Regions from separate parts of the Mus musculus genome. Here region 2 is linked to region 1. Evidence: chromatin contacts called from public promoter capture Hi-C data. All regions are on one chromosome and are shown on one strand. Each heading gives the region's core, a stretch centred on a gene start, on an enhancer-like site or on the middle of the called end of the contact. The rest is flanking DNA. Distances are from core to core; before and after follow the strand shown.

Evidence for each region. Promoter capture Hi-C pulls out the DNA fragments that hold promoters and counts their contacts.
Region 2: a contact with region 1 is called in a promoter capture Hi-C map of the HPC-7 cell line. The contact joins two enhancer-like sites. A contact is called at or near these places in 9 of 39 promoter capture datasets (the 3T3-L1 cell line, the C10 cell line, the HPC-7 cell line and 4 more) and 2 of 115 datasets of contacts at active chromatin or transcription factors (bone marrow-derived macrophages and kidney).

The regions. Positions count from the first base shown.
Region 1 is chr3:19,238,345-19,243,760 of GRCm38.p6, forward strand. It overlaps Pde7a (phosphodiesterase 7A), which reads right to left. Exons shown (of 13, transcript NM_001122759.2): 4 at 4,706-4,857; 5 at 2,802-2,865. Among named protein-coding and RNA genes, the nearest start is that of Mtfr1, 53 kb to the left of the region's middle. Within about 2 kb of position 2,362, at least 53 of the 459 cell types and tissues checked have an H3K27ac peak or open chromatin away from gene starts, as enhancers often do. A contact at or near this core is called in the HPC-7 cell line, where this site is marked.
Region 2 is chr3:20,024,676-20,030,091 of GRCm38.p6, forward strand. It overlaps Hps3 (HPS3, biogenesis of lysosomal organelles complex 2 subunit 1), which reads right to left. Exons shown (of 17, transcript NM_080634.4): 3 at 4,472-4,643; 4 at 4,285-4,370; 5 at 1,056-1,245. Among named protein-coding and RNA genes, the nearest start is that of Hps3, 7.9 kb to the right of the region's middle. Within about 2 kb of position 2,561, at least 90 of the 459 cell types and tissues checked have an H3K27ac peak or open chromatin away from gene starts, as enhancers often do. A contact at or near this core is called in the HPC-7 cell line, where this site is marked.

The sequences.
Region 1 (5,416 bases), core at 1,112-3,611:
GTCAGGCATGGTGGCACAGATCTTTAATCTCAGTATCTGGGAGGGAGAGGCAGGAAGAGCTCTGTGAGTTTGAGACCAGCCTAGACTACATACTGAGTTCCAGGATCATCAGGACTATAAAGACATTCTCACAAGGTCTGAAAAAAAAAAAAAAAAAGCAGGAGGAACAGAAAGAAGAGAAAGAGGGGGAGGATGAAGAAGAGGAGGATGATGAGAAGAATGAAGAGGAGGATGAGGAGGAAGAAGATGATGATGAAGAGGAAAAGAAGGAGGAAGATGAGGATGAGGAATAGGACAGTGAGGAAGAACAGGAGGAGGAAGAAGAAGAAGAGAAGGGGGAAGAGGAGGAGGAAGAAGAGGAGAAAGGAAGAAGAAGAAGAGAAGGGGAAGAGGAGGAGGAAGAAGAGGAGAAAGGAAGAAGGAAGAAGTAGGAAGGGAAAAGGGAGAAGGGAAAAGGAAGGGAGGAGGGAGGAAGGAAGAGGGAGGAGGAGAAGAAAAAGAAGGGAAGAAAAGAAACAGTATTTAGAGTAAAACTGCCACAATGAACCAACCCCCCCCCCCCAAAAAAAAAATACAGACCAGCTAAGATGTAGTGACTCTCCATGAGAGCTTGAGTGGAAACACAGGCTGGCCACTCTCCTCTCCATGAACCAGAGGTGGTCAGGAGCAACAGGCACAATCCTGTTCACATCCCTCTAACAGAAATGTCAGACAGCAACTGTTCTCCTCCTGGGAGCAGATGAGATGAGGTATACCGGTTCTGGGGCAAACCAACTCAGCTCTGTCCCCTCCTGCCTGTTTTCTCCCCTGTACTACCAAGAGGGTACCAGAGTAAAACTATAAAGAACCACTGGGTCAATAAGCAAGCAGGGGCAACTATGAACTTGGATATGGTAAACACAAATCATGTATAATTTTAGTTCTAAAAGGAAACCATTTCAACTACATAATGCAAGTTGAAGAACAGTTTTTTTCCTGCCCATTTGTTCAATTACATTTCTTCAAGTAGAAAATCTCTGTGGTTTCCAGGGGCTATAGTTAGCTTCCTATAAAAGCAAAGGTGGGTAGCTAACAATAGGTGGTTTTATCTAGGACCAAGTAATTGGGCCACCTTCTCCACAAAGCCAGTTCAAACAGGGTGGTCTACGGAAAGCAACTGTGGCTGACATAGAATACAGACACACTCACTAGCTTTCATCCTAAGACCCTGACTAACAGGTTGTGCACTTTTTAAAAATCAAATTTAGAAAAGAGCAACTATATTAAGGAATGGCAGGCATCCTAGCAGCCCAAGAATAGACTATGAGCTATCAGTTTATATAAGGCTAGTCTTTAAAAATGTTATGGCTGGTGTTGTTTCATCTATATTTATCTTATGATAATAACTGAAGTTATGTTTGTGTTGAGTTAGAAAAGAAAAATTTCACAAATCTTGAAGGAGGTGGGCATCTAATAATTCACTGCTTGTATTAAAAAAAAAAGAAAGAAAAAGAGAAAGAACAATCCCCACAAGGCCTAGAGGAAGGTAAATTGCCTTTTCGTTAGGGCACCATGGCTAGATGCAGCCAGCGAGAGGCAGAGAGAGCAACAGGACACAAAGCACCCAAGGGTAAAAGATAGCGACAGGGGAAGAGCAGTGATGCCTGGCGCTGTTCCGACACAGGCAAACCTTAAGGTCCCCACCACCTTGCCCTTCAGGCTCATCTACTTCCTGTCTGCAGTGCAGAGATAAGCAGGGCAGGTAGAGCCCTTCTCGAGAAAGTAACAGTGACACCCAAACAACCACAGCAGTGCTGGGGAAGGTGGCAGCGGTCACTGGGTAAGGTACTTGTATCTACAAGCTCAACAAACTGAGTTGGAACCCTGCAATCCATAGACAGGAAAGAGAACCCACAACAGCATGCTATCCTCTGGCTTCCACATGTGTATTGTGGGCATGTGCATACACACCTCCATAAATAAACACATTTCTAGAAGAAAAGAAAAGCAGGTAACTTTAAAGTCAAGCAGGGGACACATTACTCCGTCCCTAGCAACAGAAAAACTGAATTCTTTGTGTAATTCTATTAAAAACCTACTTTGGCAAAGGGGCAAAGACAGGTAAGTATCACCAAGAATCTGTCAAATATGTTATTCTTAAAAAAAAAAAAGTTTCCAAATAGAACCCAGTTTTGATTATAAAGAGAATTAAAAAAAAAAAAAGCAATATCAACCCCACATAAAAGCTGGGCTCAGCTGGGGCAGGAGAGCTTAGAATGACCTATGTAACATTTCTCCAAACCTCTCTTAACTGTCACAGAGTCTGACGATACGCTCTTCTCCAGCGTGGGGAGGCAGTGCCAAAGGCAGGCTGTGGAACCACGCTAATCCTCTGCAGCAGGTAAGAAAAAAGGCTCGGGGCCAGCACACTCAAGAAAGCAAGCAGCTTGGGGGAGCAGGCCTTTGGGAAAAATCTAACTACATGGAAAACTGCGTCAGAAGATGCCACTGTAAACAGTCACACGCTGAAGAAACTGAGAAGAGAAAATGAAGACTGCAGTGAGACTCAGGCTGAGTTATTAAAAACGGCAGTAATAACTGCCAACTGGTCCAGTCATGATGAAGTGATTACTGTCAAGACTAATAGTAAAAACAAAAATTGTGAAATGATTTCTGTTGTTTTTTTGAAAAGTGACTAACAAAGACAAAATGCTGGCACAGGGTCACAGTCCAAGTGAATGACAGCAAGGACAGAGCACACTAAAGCTTCAACATAGGCGAATGACCACAGAAACTCGAGTATTGTCAAATGCTTCACTTACCATTTGTTAGTCTATCAAACAGAAAGATATCAAAATTCCAATTTCCAACTTTTTCCAGCATACACTGAAATGAAAACCAAACATTTCTACTGTAATTTAATCTCAGTAAGACCCACTTTCGGCAGATAGACCATAGCAACGTTCATGGAAACGACCAAGTGGCTGACTGGCTTTGAGAGACGCCGAGATCATTTACCTTCGTTCACGTTCTGTTCTAGGTTTGTGGGCAGGGTTGCACTGTACAGCCCTGTCTACAGCTCACGGCAATTCTCTTGCTTCAGCCTCCCAAGAATGGGGCGTACCAGAGTGTGCCACCACACTCTGCTCTCAGCCTCTTCTTAGTTATGACTCTTTCCACTGGCTCAAATATTCTCTAGAGAAATAAATTCCACTTGAGAACAAATTCTTTTGTTTTTCAGTTAATCATAGAGAGGTCAGGTCAGTCTTCCACCCTGTTCCTATGGCCTACAAATTTAGGAGAATTCTGAAACAATTCACCATCAAATAGTCCATGTGCTGCAGTCTTAAATCAGATTTTAAAAGTCTGGCAGCGAGTTCTACTGGGTACCTGGTGAGCAGGCGAGGCACTCAAGCCTCACCGACTCCTGGGAACAGGCAGTAAGTACCATGGCTCAGCTGTAGCAGAAAGCTGTCATGGTGACTGAAGAGTCCAAGGTCAGGGACTTGGAGAGCACAGTAAACCCACACCACACTGTCACTCAAGTATTTGCTGTTCAGGGTTGTTTGTTTGTTTGTTTTGCTATTTTGGGACAGGGTCTTTCTACATAGCTCTGGCTGTCCTCGAACACAGAGATCTTTCTCCCTCTACCTCCTGGGTGCTGGGAGATTAAAGGCATGCATGGCTTGCTAACCATTTCTTTCTTTTCTTTTGCTGAATTCTGGGGTATTTATTGACAATCTTTAAATATCATTCAAACCTAGCAGTAAAGCAGTCAGCTCTGAGGATGATACACACTGTAGACAACAAACACATCCAAAGTCCACGGCACAGAAGTGTGCGCTTTTAAAGTAAAGGTTTTTATTTTGTATCCCTAAGTTTGCTGTGGTATAAGATGAAGAATTAAACACCACAAGTAATATTAGTGTGACACTTGTGAAGGTTGAAAGCACAGTGTCAGGAACCAGCAATAACACACAGGTCAACACTCTAACCGCGACAGCAGGTCAACAGTTCCCACTGACTGATCTACTAAGCAGGGAATGATTCTTTTCTTTATATTGTAATGAAACTTCAAAGAAGACACCCTGCAGCCAGTCTATATAACTTTAGAAATCTGGCCTGTAAAATTTAAGGAACAAATAAGTTCAGGTACATTAAAATTCAAGATTATATGAAATCCCATTTGATCAAAACCAAACCCATTTCACTTCTATCTTACTTAAGACATTTCCTGAAAAGTCTGTAAGAATAAAGTAAATAATTCTTACTAATACCATTTCGGTTAAGATTAGCTAAACCTTCAATATCATCTGACTGAAAAAGATGGCCCCACCTTCCTGAGCTGTCTGTATGGAACTATGGGGCAAGCACATCTGTAGTGAGATACAGACCCCGGTGTCCTTATCAACAGCACTAAAGCATCAGATCAGGCCCGGGCTCACATTCTTCCCAGCACCCAACTCTGTGCTAGCTTAAAGTTGATTGTCCTGCTGATCAACTCATTACTTAATGTTCTATTAAGTAACTAATATAGAAAATTAAGAAAACAAATGCACTTACTACTTTATCTCAGAAGTTTTCCTTGCTCCGTTATACCTACTTAGAAACAACCAGCTCTAAACTCTCAAAAATGGCTCAATTCAGACAGGGCATCTAAATCAGTGTTTTAGAGGAGGCCCCAGTAAACTTATCAAGCAACTCATTTTGAAGAAGTTGTACAAACCTTGGCTTGTCCATTGTAATCCTCATCTAAAATGTCTAGAGAACTACAAACTGTGGCACCCCGAAAAACTCGTGAGGATCTGAGATATCGCTGGAAACTTAGTAACCTTCTGATGTTCCTGGCGGAGACTGATGCTTCAATGTCAGATTGAGCTGAAAGAAAGGGAGTAACCATGAAAACCTGGCAGACCCCAAGAAGGCTGCCTCTGAAACACCCCCAAGTTCCATGCAAGCACTTAAGGTGTATACAAGCACTTGAAATTTTTCCTTCATTTTCTGTGTATGGGTCCTTGTCTGCATGTGTGCACCTAGTGTGTGCAGTGATGGGAGAGGCCAGAAGAACACTGGATTTCCTAGGACTGGAGTTAAGGATGGTTGTGAGCCGTTGTGTGGGATGCTGGGAATCAAACCCAAGTCTTCTCGAAGGGCAGCCAGTGCTTTTAACCTCTGAGGCATTGTTTAAAATTCATAATTTCCACGAGCAGTTCTTTCTATGGGGAGGTGGCTTTTTCCTATTTTGAAGTGAAGAATTAGAGAAGAGTAAAGGCCAGTTTTGACAGGTGCTAGAGCCATGAGAGCGTCTGGGCTTAGACTCAGCTTTAAAGCTTAATTTCCATTAACTACTACTACTCATTTCGCTGTTTCAACACACTATATAAAAATTGGAAGCAAACACACACACACACACACACACACACACACACACAAACAC
Region 2 (5,416 bases), core at 1,311-3,810, 790 kb after region 1:
AGAACCCCTGACTTGTTTCCACCTAGCAAAATCCTGTTTGTTTGCTACTACTGGGTTACTGAACAGAAATACAAAAAGAATAAAGAGTATACATTCAAGATGTCTGTCTTAGTTACTTTTCTATTGCTCTGTGAGAAAACACCATGACCAAGGTAACTTATAACAGAAAGAGTTTAGCTGGGCAGGGGTAACACATGCATTTAATCCAGCACTTGGGAGGCAGAGGCAGACAGGTCTCTACGAGTCTGAGACATCCTAGTCTATAGAGCAAGTTCCAGGACAGCCAAGTCTACACAGAGAGATCCTGTCTCGAAAAACCTAAACAAACAAACAAGTTTAATTTGGTTTATGGTTTCAGAGAATTAGAGTTCATGATAACAAAAAGAGGGAACATCTGGGAGCTCACATCTTAATCCACAGCAGAGAGACACTGAGAGAACAATGGGAATTGCCCGGGTCTTTGGAAACCTCAAAGTCCACTTGAACATCATTCTTCATCCTCTAAGATGGGGACCCAGAGAGAATAAAAGGGAAAAGTGAGAAAGCCCCCTGAGCACCAGCAGTTCTTTTTCTGATTCCCATCAGCTGTGATACGAAAGGCTCTTCTCAGCTACACAGTCCCCACCAAAATTCACTGACATCTCTAAACCGGGAGCCTAATCGATCCTTCCTCTTCAAGTTACTTCTGTAGATCTACTGTCCTAATGACGTGAGAAGTAACATACAGATGTAACGGTAGACCATCTGTCCCAATGATGACGTGAGAAGTAACATACAGATGTACTGGAGGCAGGTATGCTCACTGACTTCTCACGCTGCTATCCATGTATACAATCAGACGAGGAAAAACTGAAAAGTGTTTTTGCACATGGGATGGAAATGAGTATTTCTAGCCCTCCATTCTCCCTCCACTTCTGACAGATGATAGTACATCTTAAAAGAACTTTTTCTTGGGACTGGAGAGAAAGCTCAGCAGTCAAAGACTTCAGCACCAGCTTGAGAACTAACAGAAAAGGAAGTGAGGCCAAGGCCAACAAGCGACACCGGGGCCGTACCTTGTGATGACATGCAAGAACTGTGGTGTGAGCACGGCTTGTTGAGACTTCTCAGGATACCAATAGACTGACATTAATTCAACAGACTTCACAACCATGTACAGATAGCCCACATGAGGTAACGAGAAGAAACAGAAGAGATTTGGCATCTCTTTTTTCGGCGATAAATCATTTTCATCAGGATGAAAACCTGCATTGGAAAAATTCAAGAATGACATGCTATGAAGCCAGTAAATAAAAGAATCAATATCAAGACTTTCCTATGCAGACAGACTATACTGTATCATACAATGACCAGAGGTGCTCAGGGGGAGGAGACAGTAAGAAATGTTGTTATGAGGAGGAGGTACTTAGGAAAGCACCATTTTGCAAGAACTAACAGAAAGTCACACTCATCAGTGGTTATTAATTTTGGAGTGTCCACCAGGGACCACAAGCTTTCCCAGAGATAGCAAAACTACTTGCACAAGAAACAATAATAATATCCTGATTAAGCATGAGTCTACATCAACATGGTCAATAAAAACATAATTATTCCACAACTGGAACTTAAAGTTCTCTACTGTTTCCAAAAACGAAAAGAAATAGAAAAATCTTAATAATATTGCTCAGCAATCCAAGTATATCAAAAGCACTGCCATTTCAACATTCAAGAAACAAAAAACTAAGATTTTTTTATTTTTATACTAAACATTCAAAATCTAGTGTATGGCTTACACTTATAGTATATATCAGTTTCAATTAGGTATATTTCAAATGCTTAAGTCTTCTTCCTCCTTCTATGATCCCCATGGATATGAAAAGTCCAGTTCTGTACTGTTCACAACTATCCCAAAGCCAACTACATTTTTTCCTTCTTTCCAGGACATATCTGAGCTCTGGCTAAACAGAACTAGCCACTAATCTCTAAGCACAAGATAATGTTACAGCTTACATATGTTGGTTCCTCTTATGCAACACCTTGCAAAATTCTTCATCTTCTAAAATGTCTACATACCCCATCCTGGACTCAGCTCAAATATAAGCCACACATCTACAGTCCTTTAGCCTTTCAATAAATACTCCCAAGGTACCCACTGCATGCAGTACTGTTGTTGATGTTCTGCCAATTCCCAAAACAAGGTGAATTCTTTCAAAGAGCCCTCACATTCTAATGATGGGGATTGAGACAGGGAACAAAGTCCTAAGTGGAGAAGAGAGATTTTAAATAGAGAGAGCACAGGGCCTAAACTTAAGCTCAGAAGTTAAGAACTCTTGATGCTCTTCAGAGGGCCTGAGTTCAGTTCCCAGCTCCCAAGTTGGGTGTCTCACAACAACCTGTAACGTCTTCACTGGCCTCTGCCAGCAACACACATGCCAAGCCCACACTCAGACAGACAGACAGACACACATACACACACACAATAAAAATAAAAGTGAGTCAAAGTGAGAGAACCAAGGGAAGTCCTCTGTGGTACGGTGATATTTGAGCTGTGCTCTCAAAGATGTGACTATACCACTCATGCAGTAGCTGAAGCACGCACATTCTAGGCCTCGGTGGAAGGAATTGTAGGTTTTACAGGAAAGGAAACTTGGCTAGAGAACAGTAAGCAGGTCGGGGTGAGACAAATGAACGCAGAGTTAGCTAAGTCACACTGGCCCTGGACGATTAGGGCTTTTTATTCCAACTGTATGGGTAGTTCACTGAATGAAAGAGCTGACACGCTGACTAGCTTTGAGCTCTATGTCCACCCTTGTACCACACACACCCATTTTTTTCTCCACTCTCTCTGGTCTTGGCTCTTTCAGTTCCTCAAATACAGACTCTTTGCTCATGAGAGAACTTTGTGGGTTCCTCTATTTGGAACACTCTCTTCCCCTTCCTCCACCCTACAGATCCAGTCTCAGGAAGCAGCCTTTCTAGACCCAAGAAAAAGTCAGGGGGTTGTTGAAGTTGGGGCCTTATTCTTCCTCTCAGCCCCACGCTCCCAGAAATGAGACACAGACTCAAAATATATTTACAATACCTTGGCCATATGTCTAGGCTCTTCTCTGACTAGAATCATGACTTAAGATAACCCATTTACTTTAACCTACATTCCGTCACGTGGCTAGTTCTCTGTGCTCAGGTACCATGCATCTGTCTCCTTTCCAGCATCCCCTTCCAGAATTTTTTTTTCCTTCTAGATGCCCCACCTGTATTTCCTGCCTAAGCCAGAGGCTTGTTAATTTCAGGCGATGCATCCATACATTATGTAAGCTATTCTCTCTACAGGGGGTCTTTGCTACAGGCTTGTATACCAGGGCTCATTTCCCATAGAGCACTATTTCAGTGTTGTTAGTACGTGATGGGTATCTGCTTTCACAGTTAGGTAATTAGGTACAAGCATGTTGCCTGCTTTCTCTCAGTACTCAGCACAAGTGTAGCTATTCAATAAGCATCTACTTAAATGTTATAAATACATGCGGCTACAACAATATCTTCCCAGAAAACATCTGAAGATGCTGAACGGGCCATGAGCAAGTGCAGCGCTCATCAGATTTCTGGTGAACACTTAAGGACACTGGTGCCAAAGTTCAAAACAGTCCAATTAAGTCAGAATTAGAGTCCCCACCATATTTTTTTTTTTTTTGTTAATGACAAAGTCTTATGGAGCCCATGCTAGCCTAGAACTCACTGTGTAGTCAGAGGATGACCTTGCACTTCCGGCCCTCCCTTCTCTGTCTCCCACGTGATAGGATTACAAGTGCATACCGCCACAAACCTCTGTTTGTTCAGTGCTAGGAATGAAGCTTTATTCCTGCTAAAAAAAAAAAAAAAAAGCACCTGACCAACTTCACTACATCTCGCATTATATTTTTAAGTGTCCAGGAATGCAGTATGCAGCAGGATTGAAAAGTAGCATTCTGAATGAGTTTCCACTCAAACCGTGCTTTTCTACCTCGCTTACAAGGTCATCCTAAGAAAATGTGTCAAATACTCAGCTGGAACTAGACAGACCTCTACTCCAATAGTGCTCACAGATTTCCTTCTCTGGGTCTATAGACAATTTCAAAAGAAAAAAGAAATGAGGTTTTCTGGTCACATCCTCCTAATGGTTTCACTTCTCCTAGCCAATATGACTTTCCTTTCCTCAGGAAGATTCAGCAGAAAAAACAAAAACAAAACCCAACCTACTGTCTCCACACAGGTCTTTCTTCCAGCCCAGGCCTTGCAAACCTCTCTACCCTGCCGCTCAGCTATACTTACCACTTTGGTGAATGGGTAGCAGCTGAAGGGAATGTAACTTGATGTTATCAGACAAGACATAGGACGAAATATCTGGAGCAAAACGTCTGTGGGTTGAAGAAGAGACAGGGAAGAGATCTAATTTCCAGAGATTTTTAAGCTGGCATGAAAAAGCTAAAAGCTCGTGAATGAAAAGGAACTCTCATACCTATACAATAGATGCCGAACACGTAAATATTTTACTTTTTCATCTTCTAATCCTGTGGACTCCAGTTTAACAGATATCCCAGACTGTTCACATTTTTCACCAATGAGTTCCATGGGTTTTAGACAGATAACAAAATCTTCTGACTCAAGTTGTGAAGTTTCATTACTGACACCTTAAAAAATAAAATTTAAGAATTTACCCACTAAAGCGCTACCATCTTCCAGACTGAACATTAGACATATATGTCCTAGCTGTGTCTATATTGCTATGACAGAACATTGACCAAAGGCAACTTAGGGAGGATCACAATTTACTTCAGTTTACAATTCTCAGATCACACTCCATCACTGGGGAAGTTAGGGCAGGAACTCAGGGATGGAGTTGATTCAGAGGCCATAGAGGAGGGCTGCTTACTGCCTTCTTCCCAGTGGTTTCAGTCAGCCTGCTTTCTTATACAACCCAGGACTCCCTGCTCTGGAGCGCCACCATCCTCAATGGGCTAGGCCTTCTCACATCAATAGTTAAGAAAATGCCACATTGGTTTGCCTAGAGATCCGTATCACAGAGGGCATTATTTCAATTACGGTTTATTCCTCTCAAAAACAAACAAACAAACAAACAAAACAAAAAAAAACCCTCTAGCTCACTGTCAATTTAAAAAATGGGGAGGGGGCAACATTTAATAACTAGTGTTATTAAATAACTAGTGTTATTAAATGTCATTAAATATTGACTATGAGAACACAGAGTGGAAACCCATGTAGTTCAGGAACCCAGGCACAGGGACTCACAGCTATAATGACTACACTCAGGAACCTGAGACAGGAAGATCCCAAATTTGAGCAGAGCCTGCATCAAGTGAGTTCCAGGGAAGCTAGGGACACAATGGGACCCTGTCTCAACAAAAGAACACCAACTGTTTTCTCTTTAGAAACCCCTCATCTA